Linked DNA regions of Zea mays: region 2 is linked to region 1. Evidence: chromatin contacts called from public Hi-C data. All regions are on one chromosome and are shown on one strand. Each heading gives the region's core, a stretch centred on a gene start, on an enhancer-like site or on the middle of the called end of the contact. The rest is flanking DNA. Distances are from core to core; before and after follow the strand shown. Region 1 holds the start of LOC100282607 (polygalacturonase). Region 2 has its middle 9.4 kb from the start of LOC103640940.

Evidence for each region. Hi-C and Micro-C count contacts between places; a contact is called where the count stands out from the background.
Region 2: a contact with region 1 is called in a Hi-C map of tassel, with 4 times the contacts expected there. The contact joins the enhancer-like site here to the promoter of LOC100282607 in region 1. A contact is called at or near these places in 4 of 25 Hi-C or Micro-C datasets (ear, endosperm, leaf and 1 more).

The regions. Positions count from the first base shown.
Region 1 is chr10:22,699,712-22,707,044 of Zm-B73-REFERENCE-NAM-5.0, forward strand. LOC100282607 (polygalacturonase) reads right to left here and starts at 3,250. Exons shown (of 6, transcript NM_001155515.1): 1 at 3,077-3,250; 2 at 2,436-2,753; 3 at 1,510-1,630; 4 at 1,239-1,413; 5 at 1,055-1,125; 6 at 1-770. The coding sequence starts at 3,088. The coding sequence ends at 91.
Region 2 is chr10:22,871,430-22,878,762 of Zm-B73-REFERENCE-NAM-5.0, forward strand. No RefSeq gene overlaps it. Among protein-coding and RNA genes, the nearest start is that of LOC103640940, 9.4 kb to the left of the region's middle. Within about 2 kb of position 2,527, at least 14 of the 20 cell types and tissues checked have an H3K27ac peak or open chromatin away from gene starts, as enhancers often do. A contact at or near this core is called in ear, leaf and tassel, where this site is marked.

The DNA of each region.
Region 1 (7,333 bases), core at 2,000-4,499:
GGGGAGGAAAAGGCGGCTTGAGAGATCCTCTGAAGTGTACAGGGGACCGGGAACAGGAAAAAGGATGGACACTTTGTACTCTCTGTGCATTTACGCTGCTGCAATGGCGGCGGCGTGGAAGCTAGGGAGGGTGGAGCAGACGGAAGCGTCTGAGGATTGGGTCTGCAGATCCAGGCAAGGCTCGGGGAAGACCAGCTCGGAGTATCCGGAGACGTTGGAGCAAGACCAGTGGGAGGTGGGACTGGCCGAATCGGCCAGTGAGAAGTTGATGTTGGAGAGGCAGATGTCGGTGAACGGGTCGCCGGCGATTCCTGACAAAACGCCAGCGACCGAGATTCTTGTTCCAGTCATGTTCTTCAGGGTGATGTGGCTGACCACCGGGAGCGCGGCCGGGTCGAACTGGTCATCTGGGTGGCTTGGCCAGTCACCGGTGAATGCGATGGCGACGTCGACGTCTTCCATCTGGACGTCTGAGATCACGGTGTCTCTGATATAGCCTCCGCGTCCCGGCGCGGTCTTGAAGAAGACGCCTCTGGACGAAGAGTGGATGAGGAGGCGGTCCGCATGGATGTCCGAGATCCCGCCCGACATCTCGCTCCCGAACGCGAGAGCGGCGCCCAGTGAGGACTGCAGATCCAGTCTGCTTATGTGGATGTCTGAGGTTGGCCTCCCGAAAGCAATGCCTTGCTTGTCCCACCCGCTTTTTAGTGATATGGCGTCGTGGCTAACACTGATACTGCTGTCCTCGATGCACATATTTGAGCATGAATCTACAGAAAAAAAAACACATACGCAGAGAGGAATGGATCAGGTTTTGGCCATGGTTCTGCGGCGAATCACCTCAGGTGATGGGTTAAAATGTTAAACGTAGAGCATAGAATAATTTGCTGTCTCCACCAAGTACACAGCCACAACTGAAACTGGCTAGTATAACTTGTCTCAGTTAAGACATACTTTAAGTAGATGATACTCAGGATACATATCCAAAAAAATGTTCCGGTCACATGGATTTTGACTAAGGTAAGGAATGCATGATGATCAAGTGCTGCGTTACCTGGAACGATTCCATGATTAAGTGGAGCATCCAATGAAGTCTGAATTGTGACACTATGGACCACTACATTGCTGATGGAAAACAACGGAAACATGTCAGTAAGTAATTTTTGACAATCTCTGTCTCAAAAATCTAGCAGGACAGAGCAGAGCAGATTCTATAGTTGCAAACAATGTTAGCGTACCTGCAATACACTGGATGTATACTCCAAGCAGGGGAATTTAAAAATGTTATGTTCGAAATGACGATTTGCTCAGAGTCCACAAACTCCACAAGATGAGGGCGACTATAGTTCAACTTATTCGAACGAAACCAGTTCCACCATGTAGAACCCTGGCCATCGATTGTTCCATTGTTTCCTGAAAGAAGTGTGTTCTTTAAGTATGTAAATCAAATAACTACTAGATAAAATACTGATATGTCTCAAACCAAGCGTGCTTTAAGATTTCATTTACCCGTAATTACAACATCAACTAGATTCTGCCCGTTTATTAAGCTTCGATGCCTCGAACCTGGAAGGTCCATTCCTCGTCCATATGATGGCAAAGGTTCGACAACAGGCCACTGTGAAACGTCCTGAAGTAAAAACACAAGTGCTTACAGTTAGTTTAAATGTTTAACTTACGATAAGGCATCTAATTTCACAGCTATAAGGAGAAAAAGTGAAATGCATACAAAATATGTTCCTTTCAATGTTCAAAGATTTGCAACGCCTATTAAAGATCTTAGACTGCTCTTTCCGAACAAACAAAACTTCACCAGCATGCAATGGAACAGATACTAGACATGTCCTCACCATGCAGAAAACTATATATTACAGACAAACAATCTCAATCAGCCCAGTGCATAAAGCAGCTTGACTTCAAATCAATGCAAATGGTATTTGTCTTTCCTTAGCTACTGCCCCTCACATCGATAACTACGTGTCACCATCATCTAGTGCTCCTGTCTTGATTAGCAAAGTCGCATACCATTACGCTAGCAAAGATCCGAAAGAATATGGAACGTTGTAGTACTTAACGAAAATATGGAAGAACAAAACATATACCTCACTCCCAAGCAAAATATTTTCAGATTAAATCCTAGAAATAGAAGCCTCACCTATGAGGTTTACCAGGAAGGCTGGAAAAATATCGCTCCAGTAGGACATCTTCCACCAACCGTATCCAAACAAACAAATGGTGGCATGGGCTGGCCATTGCGTTGCTAGCAACTCTCAATGCAAATGCAAATGCAAATCGAAAATTGATGGCCAAACAACATCCTAAACACCCAGCTGCCTATGCTCTACGGAACGGAATTGGACAAGTAATGACACAGCAAAATGCTCACGCGGACAGAAGAGAGAGAAAACAATTGCAAAATTGAGGTGGACAACAACCTGCGTGCCAACGATGACAGCGCCACTCTCCAGGAAGAGGGTAAGGTGGCTGGTGAGATTGAAACTGCCGGTGAGCCACCGGCCCCTGGGAATGTACAGCTGCGCGCCGCCCTTGTCGGCGAAGGAGCGCAGGTAGAAGACGGCGTTCTGGAAGGACACGGTGTTGAGGGTGACGCCGTCACCAACGGCCCCGAACTCGGTGATCGTCACGCTGTGCGGCCGCGGCGGCGCGGGCGGGCGGCGCCGCGTGCACTGTGGCTCCGCCTCTGCACAGGCGAGGCCGAGTACCAGAACTGCCACCATCGATGCCAGAGCCACCTGCAACCAGCACGGAGCCATAGCCAGTCAGTGCTCAGTACTAGCGCTGTTCCCATGAGTCAATCCAGTACGGAAGCTACACAATCAATACGCGCAAGATCTCAAGGGACGCGTCACGCGCGCACAGGAAGATCCCGATTTGCGGCGACGAGAGCAGAGCGAATCGAGACCCGGGCATCCCCCTAGCAGGAACACGGCACTATGCGACAATCCCAGAGAACCCATTTCGCGGGAGGCCACGGCGAGCAAGAAAAGAGGCTCCCCTGCGGAGGAAACCCACGGCACGGAGGGTTCGACAAGGCACAGTGATCAGACATACTTACTAGCCTCGCCATCAATTTCCCCCCTTTCCGGCGGAAGGGGGGGAGAGCGGAGCGGCAAATCAGGGCAGGCGGACCAGAGAAGATGAAGCTCCGACACGCGGTCGAAGAAGACGAGGGATTCGCCTGGGATTGGAGAGTAGAGCGGAGTTGGCCCAGTGGAGAAGGAGATAGAACGAATAGCGGAGGGTGGCTGACGCGAAGCTTAAGAGCAAGGGTGGTATTTTTTTCTTCTTTTTTGTGTGCATAGGTTTACAGCGTGGCTCTCGAAAGGTCCTCCGTGTGCTATAGTAACGTTCGCTCCGTATGACTTCTTGAAATACAATGTAAATGAGACATAGAGATAAAAAGATGGAGAGGAATTAATCAATACTTTATGGTTGATTTGGTGACAAGTGATCTCGGGAGGATTGGAGGGGATTGGAGGAAATGAACTAATTCCCTCCGATCCTCCCGGGATCCCGGATCACCAAATGAAGCTTTATGGGTGGACGTGGTTTCTTATATACAAAGTATAGGGGTGCGGTGTAGGGTGTAGGGACACGACTGTTCATCGTGACCGTACGCCAGCGAACGGTTGTCTCAATCGTTGGAGCGATTATCCTCAACACTTCCCCTCGATCGATCCAATCAAAACAGCCTTCAATTATTCTTCCAATATATATATATATATATATATATATATAAGAAATCTAAGATAAATGTATATTAAGTTAAATAGTACCAAGTGAACTCCTTAAAACTTAGTGAGAAAAATAAAGAGTAGAACCATGGTATAGCACTGTTCTCCCATGGATCTCTAGCCCAAAGAATAATAGTATGTCTATAGCCATCATCTCAAAAACCCTAATGAAGAAAATAAATGGTGAGGCATACAACTCAGGTCAACATTTCTCTAAGATAATCTTATCACAAAATATGAGAAATCAACATATCAATCGAGTCTCCTTAAAAACCAAACGATAAAAATAAGGAGAATAGTCATAATTTATTGTTGATCCTGAAAGGAAAATAGACCCTGGTCCATTTGGCTAAGTGATTTTGGTGTTTGATGATCAACATAACCTTGTAAACTAATGTGTTCCAAGTGTTTCTGTTTTGTAGTTTATAGGATGCAAAGTGGATTGGACTTAGGCTTGGAGGATGCAACGCCTCAAAAGAAGATCTAAGACTCAAGAAGGAACAACATATACACAACAAAGTCCAAGACACAAGATCAAAAGAGCCCAAAGAAAAGGACTAGAGAAGTCAGATAAAGGGCCTGACAGTTGGCGCTGTGTTGGCGCATCGGACATGTCCGGTGTGCACCGGACAGAGGGATCGAATAGTCCGTTGTACACCGGATAGTCAACTCAGAGAGCTCTACAAACAGGCTCTTAGGAAGCTAGCCATCGGTCATGTCCGGTGCACACCAGACAGTTAAGCTCAACGATCGGCAGAAGCTCGGCAATAGCTACTTCCAACGATCGGCTGACGTGGCCATGGCACCGGACATGTCTCGTGTAGAAAAAGTTTCTTTCTGTCCAACGTGTAACACCCCTTCCACTCCTAGACCGGTGGTACTACTCCTGACAGCTCTCTAGGATCATATGTTGTCCCCCACAGACCAACACGGTCTTTTGTGCGCACTTTGTCCTCACTCATGCGCACCCGAGAAAACTTCCCGGTCGGTCACCCATCCCAAATTGCTCCAAGCCAAGCACACTTAACTTGCGCACCCGAGAAAACTTCCTGGTCGGTCACCCATCCCAAATTGCTCCAAGCCAAGCACACTTAACTTGGAGGTTCTTCCGAGATAGGCTTCCGAAAAATAAGATGTACCTTGTTGGTATGAGTACTCTATTAATTCTATTAAGCCTTAGGCTAGGATATCACAATCCACCCCGCCTATAAAGACCGAGGTCCTCGTCGGTCAACCCCAATCCAGGAACCTCCCCTCTTCGCCACGTCCGTGTATCTAGTGTCGTCATATGTCATGCCATGTGACCACTCCGGGCCCACATGCGCCATGCGCCATATACCCGAACCCCTAACCCACACACGCCCGTGAAACCGCGAGGGTCGGCTCTGATACCATTTGTAACACCCCGTCCACTCTCGGACCAGTGGTACTTACTCCTGACAGCTCTCTAGGATCATATATTGTCCCCACAATTCAACATGGGTCTTTTATGTGCACTTTGTCCTCACTCATGCGCACCCGAGAAAACTTCCCGGTCAGTCACTCATCCCAAATTACTCCAAGCCAAGCACACTTAACTTGGAGGTTCTTTTGAGGTAGGCTTCTGAAAAAGAAGATGCACCTTGTTGGTATGAGTACTCTATTAATTCTATTAAGCCTTGGGCCAGGATATCACCATCCACTGGGGCCAGGATATCACACAACGACTCTATTTGAGGGGGGCTAATTATACCCCTCCAACTGGCCATTTGAGGTATGTGGAGCACAAGAAACATATCCCAACCATAGAGGCACATTTCCAAGAGCTCCAACACACAAGTGCACAAGAGATTCATCCAGTGATTAGTATAGGTGCTTTTGCGAGGTGCTTAGTCTAGTTAGACCGCTATTGTGCTTGCTCTAGTGTAATGCTAGATAGTTGAGTGAGGTAAGAAAAACCCACCACAACCCTCGGCTCTTGCGCGAGCCGTTGTAATATTGTATCGAGTGGGGTGAGAGTCTCACGAGACTGTCACAATCGAGTTTGTGTCACGCCCACCACTGTATACCGGAGGGAACGAGGCCCTCAGTGTTTCGGCCAGAAGCTCGATAGTGAAGACGGCAGGGAGCATCCGGGAGGAGGCTGGAAGCGGAGCACCACTTGCGCGTGGAGAAGGCTCGCGGCTCTCTAGGGAGTCACTCGTCCGTGGTGCTTGGCCCTCACGTGGGCTACCCTTTGCGTAGGGGTACCACCGAGGATTAGTCGGAACCTTACATGGTTCCTGTCACACCCGGTTTTGGAATGTAAACCGAATGCGAATCAAGTACGTACCAGGATCAGAAATTCACGTACACAGCGATTACATAAATGACTCATCATAGCACAATGCTTTGAATATTAATAAAGAGTAAGAAATAATATTACAAACTAGAGCAATTTATATAATATATATCAAAGTGCATATAATAGAAACGTAGCCAATGTAAACACACCCACCATAGGTAGCTGACTGGGTGAGGTTGCTAGCCTAAACCTCGAACTCATCGAAGTTCTAGAACTCCTGGAGATCCGCCTCGACACTTTCTTCTCCTTTACCTGAGTATAGATTGCACTAAAGGCAACTTGGTGTTTTATGAAAGCAAGGGTGAGTACACATCAACGCACTCAACAAATGTCCCATTTGGCTGAGGTGGACTAGCTTTTATGTGGGGTTAGGCTGAAAGCAGGTTGCTTTTACTTTGTCATGTTTTATTCATTAATATAAGCCAAGTTTTATCATCAATCCCAAGTTATTATCCCAAAGAGTACCTCCTCATAGAGGAAATACCAAGATCCATATCCAGAATCATCATTAATAGCATCATCATCATCATATGTAACCAAATCCATAAATAGAACCATAGTATCTCGAACCATCTTGTCACACCCGGATTTAAGGGATAAAGCCGGGTGCATCTCATATGTGTGCCAAAGAGAAACATAACATATAATGACATAGTGTATAGAGATAAATGTCACAAATATCATTATTACATAGCGGAAGTCTTACAAAAATAAATGAGAACAATAAAGCTAAGTATTATTCCTTGGCGCCATCAAGCTGACTGGGAGACGCCACCTAGATAAGCATGTGCTCCTCGTTGTAGGTCTCCTCCTGGACCACCTATTCTTCTCCTGTGGGGGTTTATATCGCAAGGCTGAGCTCACAAAAGATCATAGCTCAACAAGTTGTGGGGAATAATGTGCATGAACTCACCAAAGGTGGGAGTCCATGTGAAGTGCAAGGCTGATCAATAAATAATGGTTAAAGCTGAGCATTGCTTTTAATAAGTTGGTCAAATTTTATTAGCAGTTACTAAATGTAAGTGTATACCAACCCAAAGTAATAGTAGATCAAAATTAATAGTAAACCACAATGCGATGCAAATGACAAATTAAATTTACTTCCAAAAATTAATCAAGTGAGTGTCCGAGCCGCTCATGACCGTGAGCACGGCTGATATACTAGTTTTACACTCTGTAGAGGTTGCACATCTTTACCCACAAGTCATGTTACCCATTTGCCAAGTGATCGCGACTTCCCATTCATCTCTACCGA
Region 2 (7,333 bases), core at 1,277-3,776, 170 kb after region 1:
GAATTGTGCTATCTTATTTCCTAGTTTCCTCTTCTGCCAATGCAAGCAATAATTTTTAGCGAAGACCTCCACAGACGGCTGCCCGCCGTAGGAAGTAACTACCCAGACATACTTCGCTAGTGCCACCACGGCGTTCGGCGTCAACTGGTGGACCTGCACTTCAAACCTTCGCAACACCTCTGCCACGAATCGATGTGTCGGGAAGCAAAGACCGGCAACAAAAAAGCCTCAAAAACTACTAACTCGCCTTCAGGCTCGGGGACCTCCTCTGCACCCGGGGCCCGCCTGACACCGTTACCAAAGTAATCAAGCCGCTGCAACTCTAGCACGCGGACCGATGAAATCCTCAAAGTACCAAACTCCACGGTATGGCCAGGCTGCAACTCCATCACCGCCAAATCACTCAAGGTCTCCTCGGACGACGGCACGACCGACGATGCGCTCGCGGCAGACGAAGAAGAAGACATTGCAACGTAACGTCGGCGGCGGCGCGCGGTCTACTTGATACGGGCCAGATTTCCGAAGCAGAGCGAGCAAGGAGGGCAGACGAGCAATTCAAAAAAGCTAGGGTTTCTACTACGCAAATGCAAGCCAAAAACGGGCCCGGCCGCGGTCGGCTTTTTATAGGCGCGACGCGACTCCTTGGGAAACATGCAGTCCAACAGTAACACGTCCATCAACGGTCACATTTCAAAAACCCCCGCGGGACCACTTCGAGCGAGGGCAGCGTCTTCACCATCTCACGGTGGTCTTCGGCACCAGCTGACTTAGTCAAACTGGTCCCTCGGAGGGCAAATGTTGGGGCGAAGGCGAACACGCCACCATTCGCTCGTCGACTTCGTTCTCGCCTTGCACAGGCGAAGGCTGAATCCACAACCCGACAGGATAGGCCAAGGGCGCTAACCGGGCGGAGGCCAGTTCGACCCCCTTCGCTCACACGAGACAAGACGAAGGCCCCGCCGAAGTCTACGGGACCTCCCACTCCCTCACCACCGAGAGAGGCCCATGTGCGATTCGGCCCAGAGTTGGGCCCTGCGTGGACATGTGTGATTAGGGTCGTGTCTATAATAAAGTTTACCGTAATGACTGTCTATAACCTTCTCTCGTGGGAATATTCTGGGGATAAACCAGGTACTCGAGGGTCTAAATGTCTTTGACAGGAGCAAGCGGCCCCTCGAGTACCTATAAATACCTCCGTACTGTGCCCAGGCACGGGGAGATCAACAAGGCTTTTGGTATCCCGTGTTAAGCTTCGAAAACTCTCTCCCTACTTTCCCGTTGGATCAACCTGTCCTTGAGGGCAGGTTCCAACAATACCATCTCATCTAGAATAAAGTGATCCGTGGAACCATATATATGAACACACGTGAAACCAACTCAATACGAATTGAAAAGAAAAGTAATAGAATCTTTTTATGTGTAACTGATCACGGACCTTAAAAAACATGGGTCGATTATTAAGCCTGACATTTGAGTTGAGGAGGATCGTTTGTTATGCTCTTTTTATATTAGACCTCGCTTCGGATTAAAGTCAGTTGTTTATATTGCTGGAACTGTAATTCATAGAGGTAAAATAAAGCTGGCAGAGACGAAAGCCAAGCGAACAGGCTGACCTTACGGAGTCATGGGCATGAGATTTGAGGCACACATACGAATATCTGAAATCGTCTGAATCAGTGGCGTTGCGGCCTAATAAAACCTGATGGGCCTGGGAACACTAGAGCAACCGTGTATTTTACACACGGCATCACACATTCACATTTCTCTGTGGCCAAACGTGCTTCCACGCCAACGAATGATAAAATCCTTAACGCACCAATTGCGTTCGTTCGCTACCTCAGTACGAAACGAAGCAAGTTTGATCGGCAAACGCCGTGCCGTGTATAGCAGAGAACTTAGAACCCGAAGAGGTTTGCAAGGCACGAGTAAGCGATCCATCACAACTTCACAAGTCACAGACCACATCACTTGCGTTGTGCTGCAACCATGAGTGAGACATGTACGCTGAGGCTGAACTTTCCACTAGTTGACCGTGCGTTGCGACGGTATCTATTTGATGATATCTGAACGTCTAGTGATAAACTAGTGTGATAGATCTTTCAAAAAAAATTAAGTGAACATATGGCTCACACATCATATATTGCAGATACTTCACATTATTTTAGCGAAAAATCCGAGAAAAGTATGAGTTAAAAAGAAGACCTGCCTCTTTTTCTATAGTTCGTTCGGCCGTTCGTCCTTCTTCAACTAATGAGGTGGTACTATACAGGAACGTGGTGTTGTGTGTGACTTATTATGTTGGGCTTAAGTGTTTCCTTACAGTCTATCTGAAAATGTAATAGTCTGGTTGTTAAGCGATGTGGAGGAGAAAAACTGATCTACCTGCTTCGCCCGTAACACACGGTACACATAACTTGTGCTTTAGAGTGAAGATAGAGTTACGTTGACGACCAGATTTGTCCAAGGGTTAAATAAAAGGTGTTGTGACAATGTCTCTTGTGTTAAAATCTGCTGGGCTGTACCCTGCCGGCCTTCTTAGGCCCAATGAAACCGTCCTGGCCAGCCGGTTTGAGACCTGGGCCAGGCAGCCGTGTGGTCCGATAAAACCAGCTAGGACAGTTTTTCTATTCGAGTCTAAACTAGTTACTTACTGAATCATTTTTGACGTATTTTGCTATGGAAAAATATAGGGCCTATAATTTAGACTTGTTTTTTTTTAATTGGAATAAGACAACTACGTCGATGTTGAATCATTTTTCACTAATGCCATGGCCGATGTCGTGGCTGCTCTGCTCTGCTTTGCTCAATTTATGAGTTGGTCAATGCATTATGCATGCATGGTTTATTCGAAGACGATGAGCGAGTAAATGTCAGTCGACGACGATAGAGACGGGTATATATGGATGGCGCTTTCGTTTATCTGCATGCATGTGTGTGCTTTTAGAAATAATAAACGGCTGAAAGTGACCAGTCGGCCAAACAGGTTAGTTTCCTGAATCGGATCGAGCAGCGACGTCGACTTTTTCGAAGCCTTTGCGCACGTCAGAAATAATATGCTTATATGCATGTCATATATATATATATATATATATATATATATATATATATATATATATATATATATATATATATATAATATTCCTATCCGAAAATATAATATAATGTCAGATTAATTCGATTTATGCATGTGTAAAAATGGTGCTTCGTAGAAGCCTCTAATTTGTAAGATATTCCAAACTAAATGTAATTACCAAGCTCCAATTAACCAAGATTAGGTTGGAGTATATAATATATTTCCTATCCGGAAATATAATATATTGATATCCGGAAAAAGACGGAATGACCGATGCATGCGAGCACACGACAGGTATAGCATGATGCATGGATGTGGAGAGATACTCCAGTCAACATTGTACAGCAGATGCATATGCATTCTGCTTGCATTCGGGACTGACGAGTAGAAGAAGAAGAAGAAGAAGTCGTTCCTTAACGCGCACGTACTAGGGTTGAACAATGCGAGTGCTGCTCCATTATATTCAACGATGGACTCATCCTACTACGCGGTGTTCTTTTCTTGTAATTATATGTATGTTTAGATTCTCTACCAAACCCCCCGCCCGGCCTTCTCACTTGCTTTACGCTAACTGTCGTAAAGCCAAGAATATATCGATGCATCTCATCTCTCACGTACGCGTTCCCCTGACATGAACCAACACCGAAAGTGCATGCCCTCAGAGCTAAGACTGTCATTAGAACATTCTTGACATGAACCATATTTACTTTAACAAGTCATTAGAACATTCTTGAGTTTTTGGTCTATATTAGATCGATTGGAGAGATTGATTTAGAGTTTTTGGAGATTCAAGGAAGAACTGTCTAGTGCTTTCCTCTGTCTTTGTTTACTGATTGTATGGTTAGTTTTGTTTCTAGATTAATTTCTTATTTTAAACTATACGTTCGATTTGAATTGCTAAGGCAAATTAGTGACATGCAATGCAAAGTTTGGATAATTAACCATTTATGGTTCTCGCTTAATTTCAAAATTAAAGGTTGATTAATTTTTGTCATACTCTAGAATAGCAGTCTTGTTTTATCAACAACTTTATATCTGGAAGTCCGATCTATATGTGACTGCTGTTGTTGGCTTAGTTTCATAATCTTATCTAGTTTAATCTGTTAAAATTTTATGTCGGTCGAAGTTACGTATTTTAGCCAGTATAATTTCTACTAACGAAACATTAATTTATCCGCTTTTAGAAAAAAAAGTGTTTTAAATTGGTTTTGTAATAATTAGGGAGAGATGGGATAACTATTTTTAAGCATATGCAATCATTCAACCCTTTAATTTTGTACAAACACACTTCAGAGTACGACAGAAAATGCCAACACATACAAAAATCAAGATTTCAATAAGTGCGCGCGGGTCTAAGGCATATAGGATAACATAATCGCTATTGCATGTCACATCCCACCAAGCACTCCACATGCCTGAGGCAGGAGCAAACCATCCGAGATAATTTTGTTTTCCATTTTGTAAGTCAGGCAGTCAGCCCCCCTCTTTTTAGACATGAATGGGTAAGAAACCCTTTCCATGTTAGGGCTTGTTTGAAAACACCTAGTTTTTAAGAAACTAATTTATAAAAACTAAATTGTTTTCAAACATAATAGCTTATGTCCTATTTTATAGAAACTGGATTATCAATTTCTTAAAAACCAAGAAGTTAGCCTCAGCTATCTAAAGCCAGTTTATAAAGACTGAGGTGGTACTAAACACCATAAACCAATTTTTTTATAAACTAGTTTCGAGAAACTAGAGATAGAAACTGGATTCTTAAAAACTAGGTTGATTCTAAACAAGGCCTAAGTCGTTTAATTAGGGCTTCTTTGTTTCACCGCTTCATATTTTAGAGTTTTTAACTTTGAATCTAAAGCTTTAAACCAGTGTTTAGACTGTCTCGAGCAACGTCCCCAATTTCATCCTTTAAAAAACTATTTTTGTCCTTTACAGCACACTCTAAAAAATCGTTTTCTATAGCTTCACTGTCTCCAGCAAAGTTCTCTAACTTTCATCCTCTATATCTCATTTTTTTATCTCTATTCTCTCTCTACGTCATTGGTCGACAAGAAACAAAATATAATAAAAAAGATATGACACCAGCTACTAGCAGCCGAAAAGGAGCATCTCGCGTAGGGTACCGGATCTACAGTGCACCTCGAAATTTAGCGGCTGGAGACCACACTCTAAATTTTAGAGGCTCATTTGCAGTCCCTTGTTGGAGGTGACAGAGAGCGTTGTGTTCGCTAAATTTAAGGTATAGACTCATTTACGTACCCTTGTTGGAGAGAGCCTTAAAACTTCAGCCCACTTTACGCATTAGAGTTTTAGAGTTTTAAAGTGAACTTAAGTACTCTAAAGCTTTTAGAACTACAAAGGAGAAGTGAATACAAGCATATACCCATAATCACACATCATACGTGCATGCCACACAACAACTTCTAGCCTGGTTCCGACCTACCTATATACAACAAGATCTTAATACAAAACTCAACATTCTTTGCACGCAATCACGATGTTGGTGTGTGCTCACGGCAGGGCCAGAGCCACATGGTAAACTGTACCTGTAAACCACGATGTTGGTGTGTGTACCTATAAAACTGATAGCTAGTGATTAAAATTAGCTGAGGTTTAAAACGGATCAACTAATTGATCAGCTAATTATTAGTTATACTCTTCAAATAACTATTAGTTGTTAGCTATTTCAACACAACTAAAATCAGCTAACAACTTATTAGATAATTAACAAATAGTTTTAGGGGTTTGAAACATGGCCTAAAATAACCTTGTCATGAGCCTTCTTACCGGACCGGCCTAGTCCTGCCAACTCATGTCCTCCTCCTCCACTACAGGAAACGCCTAAATTTTCGTGGGCCAAAAACCCACGAAAATAAGCCTAAACCGACGAAAATAGATAATTTTCGTCGGCAGGCCGACGAAAATAGCCGCCGAAAATAAGTTCGACGAAAATAGGCGGGTATTTTCGTCGGTACCGACGAAACTAAACTATTTTCGTCGGCCTTGCTAAAACCGACGAAAATTGTGCGTCGACCATTTATTTTCGTCGGCCAGGATATTTTCGTCGGCCTCGGTGGTGGCCGACGAAAATAGCCTGGGAACATATTTTCGTCGGCCCCGGTGGTGGCCGACGAAAATAGCCTGGGAACATATTTTCGTCGGCCACCACCGAGGCCGACGAAAATTGATGGTTCCCCCCCCCCCAAAACAGATTTTTCTGCACCTATTAATAATTCACAGCAATATACACAATATCACAATTCACATATACAGATTCACAAGCCTAATACATAATTCACAAAACACATTCACATATACATAATAAGTCTAGAGTATCCATAAGTCCAAAAGTCCATTGTCCATTCAAATACACAATTCACAAAACTCTAGTCCATAAGTCCATAAGCTAATAACTACTCACAACTCACTCCTCACTGATCACTCCGGCGGGCTGTGGGAGTTTTGGCCACTCCCTCCTCCGCCACCAGGAAGGTGGCCACTCCCTCCAGCACCATGGACGAGGAAGTCTTGGACGTTGACACCACCCTCCGATCCATGAGCATGTGGCGCTGAACCCTGCAATTCATCAATCATTCAAATAAGGCTGTATACATATACATTGCTGTGTTTGGTCAATATTTGCATAAAACTAAACATGGAATGTCACCTGTGATCCATGGTGAGGAGTAGGTTGTGCATGCATCCACGGGTACTGTTGTGCTGGCCACCCCATAGGTGGTGGCACCCACCCCGTCGGTGGCGGTGCCATCCACGCTTGAAATGGCTGAGAGTCCGCCGGTGGCTGGGAGACCGGTGGCACCCATCCCGGGACTGGCTGCGATCCTTGGGGTGGAGGCGTCCAAGTGCCTGGAGGTGCCTGCGTCCACCCAACACCGGTCCACTGTGGCTGCGACGCTGGAGCTTGTCCTGGCCACTGTCCCCATCCTTGTGCCTGCGAGCCATTTTTGATAATAAAGAAAGAGTTGCTATGGAATTGAAGTGTTCAGATAGTGTTACCTGGGGAGGGCGAAAAGCGGGCAAGTTCATATCAGGGCCGAGTCGAGTAGTCATTTCCTGCAAATGGATGCAACGTTAGAATCGCAACATTATACTTTGAATTCAAAGACGACACGTGATGAGATAGACGAATTACCTGAAAATAAGAAGCCATATATTGCGTCAGCTGCCCAACCTGCTCCTGCGCTGCTCGAGCCTGCTCCTGTGCTGCTCGAGCCTGCTCCTGTGCTGCCCGAGTCTCCT